2 separate regions of the Mus musculus genome follow, and region 2 is linked to region 1. Evidence: chromatin contacts called from public Hi-C data. All regions are on one chromosome and are shown on one strand. Each heading gives the region's core, a stretch centred on a gene start, on an enhancer-like site or on the middle of the called end of the contact. The rest is flanking DNA. Distances are from core to core; before and after follow the strand shown. Region 1 overlaps Itsn1 (intersectin 1 (SH3 domain protein 1A)). Region 2 overlaps Itsn1 (intersectin 1 (SH3 domain protein 1A)).

Evidence for each region. A called contact is a pair of places that touch in the nucleus more often than the background predicts.
Region 2: a contact with region 1 is called in a Hi-C map of bone marrow-derived macrophages, with 36 read pairs. The contact joins two enhancer-like sites. A contact is called at or near these places in 3 of 484 Hi-C or Micro-C datasets (the G1E-ER4 cell line, bone marrow-derived macrophages and cranial neural crest), 3 of 115 datasets of contacts at active chromatin or transcription factors (bone marrow-derived macrophages, effector CD8 T cells and extraembryonic endoderm stem cells) and 4 of 9 other capture datasets (adipose tissue, embryonic stem cells, liver and 1 more).

The regions. Positions count from the first base shown.
Region 1 is chr16:91,761,416-91,764,115 of GRCm38.p6, reverse strand. The region is part of intron 1 of Itsn1 (intersectin 1 (SH3 domain protein 1A)); the gene reads right to left. Among named protein-coding and RNA genes, the nearest start is that of Itsn1, 33 kb to the right of the region's middle. Within about 2 kb of position 1,440, at least 22 of the 459 cell types and tissues checked have an H3K27ac peak or open chromatin away from gene starts, as enhancers often do. A contact at or near this core is called in bone marrow-derived macrophages and liver, where this site is marked.
Region 2 is chr16:91,915,592-91,918,291 of GRCm38.p6, reverse strand. Itsn1 (intersectin 1 (SH3 domain protein 1A)) reads right to left here. Exons shown (of 39, transcript NM_010587.2): 39 at 1-2,700. Among named protein-coding and RNA genes, the nearest start is that of Gm25245, 4.5 kb to the left of the region's middle. Within about 2 kb of position 1,326, at least 72 of the 459 cell types and tissues checked have an H3K27ac peak or open chromatin away from gene starts, as enhancers often do. A contact at or near this core is called in bone marrow-derived macrophages and liver, where this site is marked.

The DNA.
Region 1 (2,700 bases), core at 191-2,690:
GGATGTCTGGGGGCTCCCAGCATCTGTCACGGGGCTAGGAAGCTGTGTGCTGAATAAAGTCCTGAGTGAGCCATGTGGCCACCCCTTTGTCTTTGTCTCCAGTGGTCACTAAATCCTCACCTACACTCAGAACTAAGCAAGGGTTCTTTCCCAGTCTGATTCCTCCTATAGCAAACATCTATAGATGGTGCAGAACCAGTTTTTCCCCCTTGAAGCAACAATTAAACGCTAAAGCAAAAAGAAATGATTTTACAATGTACTTTGATACCATATATGTTGCAAGGAACACAAAAGAAATGACCTATTAGCTCCTAACTTTGTATGTAAGATCATCCATGCAATTTTCACACTAGTTACCTGAGGTTCTGGGAAAAATATATAAAATATAGCACAATTAGTCAGATCAAACTGATGCCTTTTCAAGAAAATAATAAAGTGATCAAAACATTAAACTTAACATTCTAATACACAGGAGGCAAGCCTTTTGTTTTTAAAGAAACTAGGTAGTGTATTCCATAACTGTACTGTTCTAGAGTCGACAGTCACAAGGTGAAAGGTTCCTCTCGATCTACACATAATGTCACACACCTTTCTCAGGAACAGTTTTCATTTATTTGACTTGAAAAATCAAACAAATTCAGCTTAACATCAGAGGCTGCCTGTTTGTTTTATGTTCCTGATATCAAAGCACACTGTTACTGGCTTTTAAGAACCTTTGAAAAAACAGGGTGTCTGTCAAGGATGCCTTTTTTTCAAGCTGCATGATCAAATGAGAGCCACTTTCAAACATCTAGAAGCCACGGGCAACTGTCTCGATTACAGATTCTGAATGCTGCTGCTGTGTGTCATCTCGTTTGTTCTAAATGTTTATTCATTTCTAAATGTCACAAACCGAAACATGAACAAGAAAAAACCAAAACAAACAAATTTTTAAAAACCACCCTGTATAAAGAGGAGTCCTTGCCCTGAAATCCACCAGCTCAAATCCTTACATCTTCAAATGCTACAAGTTAGAGATTGTGATGCGCTCAATGAAGCTGGAAAACTGGATTGAGGCCTTGTGAGCCTCTGCCAAACTGAAAGGCACTAAACATCTGTAAAACCCACATGAAGCATGAGCAAACTGTTGTCAAATACTCAACCTGGTTAGCCAACAGCAAGCAGAAGGGCCCAAATCAGATAAAGAGACAACACCATCAAAATCACACGAGAGAAATACAGGGCCAGTGGGGTCTCAGATCTGCGGTACATCAGTTCTGGTTCTCCAATGCCTGCCCCGGGGCATGAACAATCCAGTTCTGACTATTAGACAGCTAATCTTTCCCGGTTAAACCGATCCTCTTGAAACTTAAGATTAACGGGATGAATAGTAGAGATGTAGAGCTAGACAAATACTGGGCACAAGATGGCCAGACAACAAGCAAATGGAATCAGACTGCCCAGTCATGGTGAAATGTGTCACTGTAAACAGTAACTCAACCCTGAAAGTGGAGAAGCCAGAGGATATTCAGGCGAGCACTTGGCACACACACTTCAATTACCTTGCTATTAACTTAGCTATGTCCAGACTCATCGTGAAGGACTAAAAATAGAACAGAAGGCTAGATAGAATAGCATCCTAACCAAGAGCACAAATACAAAACGTTTATTAGAACACATAGCAGGAAATTACAGAATACAACATACATTTCTAGTGTCAAAAACAGAAAATGGGATGCTAACACCTTGCTTTTTATATAGCACTCGTGTGAAAAACTTAAATACATGCTACAATTTTAAGTCTATTTATAGTGATTCTAACAACACCCTGTGAAATAGGTAAAATGTAAATATCCTTACTTCTCTTGGCTACTGATTTATTTAATCACGTTGCTCATTAGATTCTGGTTTAGCTCAGCCCAGTATCTCAAGCTTCCACAGACACAAGTCTCCAATTACCCTCCAAAGTGTAATAAGTAAGACAAGGTGAGGCTCTAGATTTCCATGCTCAAGAATGAGTAAGTAGAACAAGCTGGCTTCAGGGTTAGAAACAAAACCATCTCCAACAGTCCAGGGAATCTGCTCTTCCTTAGTAGCAGATTGAGAAACAGTTATGATTGCCACTAAATCCGCTGACATGCAGAAATTTGTAGATAATGAAATTTACTTCCCACACTCAGAAACAGGAACTGACAGCTTTATCCTTCAATGGACAGAAGAATTCAGCGGCAAGTGCAAGGCTGGACATACAGAGACACACTCGCCTGAGAAACCAACAGTTGAGAAACAAACCACAGGCAACAACACTTGCAGATCTCAGGTACTTTTTTCTCTCAAGTTTGACTCAAAGGAATTGGGTTGTCACAGGCTAGGGTAAATGATAAACTTTAAGTGTCTAATTTGTACCTTTCAAGAGTCATTGTTGGGAGAACCCTTTAAAAGCTGGTATACTATTACAGTGTTAAGAGGTACTTCCTAAACACACCCAATATATCTAACTTATCTGCAAAGCAACTCGGTGAAATAATTCTTTCTTCCCTCAATACAATCAGATGAGGCACAGGCAAAGAACTCCAAACCTGAACCCACCCAGGAGTTTCCAGGTAGGAAAGACCGTTGTAAACATGCTCCTGTGTAAGAGATAGGCGCGCCCTGACCGCACACAAGCATCTCATGAAGGGCACAGCTGTCTTCTTTACAGCACTGTCTCCTTCCACTTTT
Region 2 (2,700 bases), core at 77-2,576, 150 kb before region 1:
GGACAGAGGCCTACTTCAGGAAGCCAGTCCTTTTCTGTGGAGAACTGAATTGCAACATTCCCCTCTGAAGGCACAGAAAAGGCAGGGAAGCTGAGGAGGGTCTCTGTCCACCCCAGCAGGCAGGAACGCCATTTCAGTAGGTGCCCAGCGCTGGGTTCACTCACACCTTCCTTCTTTGCTCACGGCTCAGCTGGGAGAGTCGGGGAGCACTACAGTCGGGTTCTAGCCCTGACCCTACCCCCACCCCTCTCACTAGCAAGTTCCACAAGAGCAATGCTGCTGGGATGCAGCAGGGGGCGCCAGCACCTTGACCCTGCCAATAGAACCATCTAGGTAGGAAGAGCCCCACAGTGCGGAAATGGCCACACAAGCCACCACGCTGCCTTTGGCTCCTATTTGTCTAAGGTCCCCACTCTTGTTTTCACCGAGAACAGGAGATAAGACAAGAAAGACAAAAGAGTATAGCCGGGGAGGCAGAAAACCACAGGCGCAGCTCTCGCACAGGATACGGGTACGATGGTTCTAAAAGAAGAAGGGAGGAATTTCCACAGCGTAAAAAGGAGCCTTGGTCACTGGCCAGCTCCCCAGAAATCCCGGAGGGACGCTGGGCAATCTGAAGGCTGACGGAATAAGCCCGCTTCTGAATGAAACTCTCCTCGGTGGACTTCGAACACTAAAATACTCATCACTGTAATAACAGCGAGACTCTAGGCTGCTCCAGAAAACAGAACAGATCCGATTAAAATATAGCATAGGACCTGACACAGCGTAGGGGCAATTCACCCTGAAATAGGACAGCCACACACAGTGCTAGGAGAATTATTTGCCAAAATATAAACTATTAGCTCCTTTTACTAAAGGAACTAGTTAGGTCTGAGTAGAACTGAGTTAGTTGTTTGGTGGAGATAAACACTAATGTTTCCGTACTGAGTTTTCTGTACCTTATCCTTCAAGACATCCCCAGTCCCAACCCCTGTGAGCCACGGCACCAAGAAACAAGTCCAACAATCCCCCTGTCTCCACATCCCCAGCTCTGGTACTACAGCTACGCATGCTGAATCTGGTTTCTTTACGAAAGGGCTGGGGATCAAACTCAGGGCCTCAGGTTTGCCGGGCTAGCACTTTGTCAGCGATCTACCCAGCCACTGAGCAGGAATTTTATGTTATTAAAGTGACTTAAAATTAGATCTACAAGTTGGCTTAAAAGCCACAAAGGAGGTCCCTTCTCTGCCTCCCAGCCCCCAACAGGCGGCCTGGACAGGATAGAGCCCCCCTGAAGGAACAGCATCCTGTCAGCATTGCTCACTGTGTTGCTGTTCCTGACTGCAGTCTGCCCAGGGTGCTGACATAGGAGTTTCAATGCTCTCAACTTAGAGAGCCTGAGATCCTGGCCATCTTTCTCACGGGTTGTATTTTCCTGTGCTTCTCAAGGACAGAACCTTTCCTGGCGCTTACAGACACGAAGTCATTATACACATTAGTGGATCCTTGGGACCACAGGGACCTCGTGCAATGTCCTGTGAGGAAACGGTCTCCGGGACTTTCTCTTCCTCTAGCTCAGCTACTTTCTAGGTATCAGGAAACAGGGAACTGGAAAGAGGAGTCCCTGTGGCAACCAGCCAGTTATTTATTGCAAGTCCAAACTAACAAGAAGTCTTCATTATTTCCTTGAATAGCCCTTCAAAGGACAATGTTCATTAATAGGAGTCATTCAAAAGAGAATGCTATGCCCAAGGGCCTCTGGGAATTTGCCACTCAGAAAGCCGTGATGGTGGGGGCTGGAGAGATGGCTCAGTGGTTAAGAGCACTGACTGCTCTTCTGAAGATCCTGAGTTCAAATCCCAGCAACCACATGGTGGCTCACAACCATCCGTAATGAGATTTGACACCCTCTTCTGGTGTGTCTGTTTTTTAAGTATAATAAATAAATCTTTAAAAAAGAAATAAAAAAGAAAGGAAGCCGTGATGGTTCTAGGGGCTGCTACACTAGAGGTCTAAGTCTCCATGACAAGGAGGGCAGGGGTAAGTCCCATCTTCAGTTTGCGAGTCTCTTCTCCAGAGATGCGGTCCCCTAAACCCCCACGGGGAGTACGTGGCACTGAGTGAGCCCTTACCTTCATAACCTGCGAGGAAGCCTCTTTAACGTTCTCTTTGACCACCTGCCCTGTCTCCCTCCTTCCTCCATCCCTTCTATCCTTACATCCATCCTTCCTTCTTTCTCTCTTCCTTTTTCCTTCCCTCCTTTTTTCTCCTGCATTACCTTGGCCCGGTGACCCTCACACCCCCACGTCCCTGCAGAACAGGGTCCCTTGGCAGGTAGGCAAGCAATGGAGTTGGGAAAAGGTCAGGTGCTGACCCCCCTTTAAAGGAGACTGTGCAGGGGAGGAGCGGGGAGATACAGGGGAGGAGGGGGTGGCATCTTAGGACCCATGTTGGGGACTCCTTACTGTCAATTACTAGTCAGCAAGATTGGGCTCTTCTGAGGAGGTTCCCACCACTCATACAAGCCAGCCTCTGTAGGCCTGCCCAATAAGGCATTCCCTGAAATGTCAGCTTCAATGTGTCTTTGGAGAATAAGGGGGAAACAAAGAAAAACAAGAATTTGGGCCCATGGGGCCAATCCAGGGAAGAGGAGGAGGAGGGGGAGGGAGAGGAGGAAGAGGAGGAGAGGGAGGAGGGGGAGGAGGAAGAGGAGAGGGA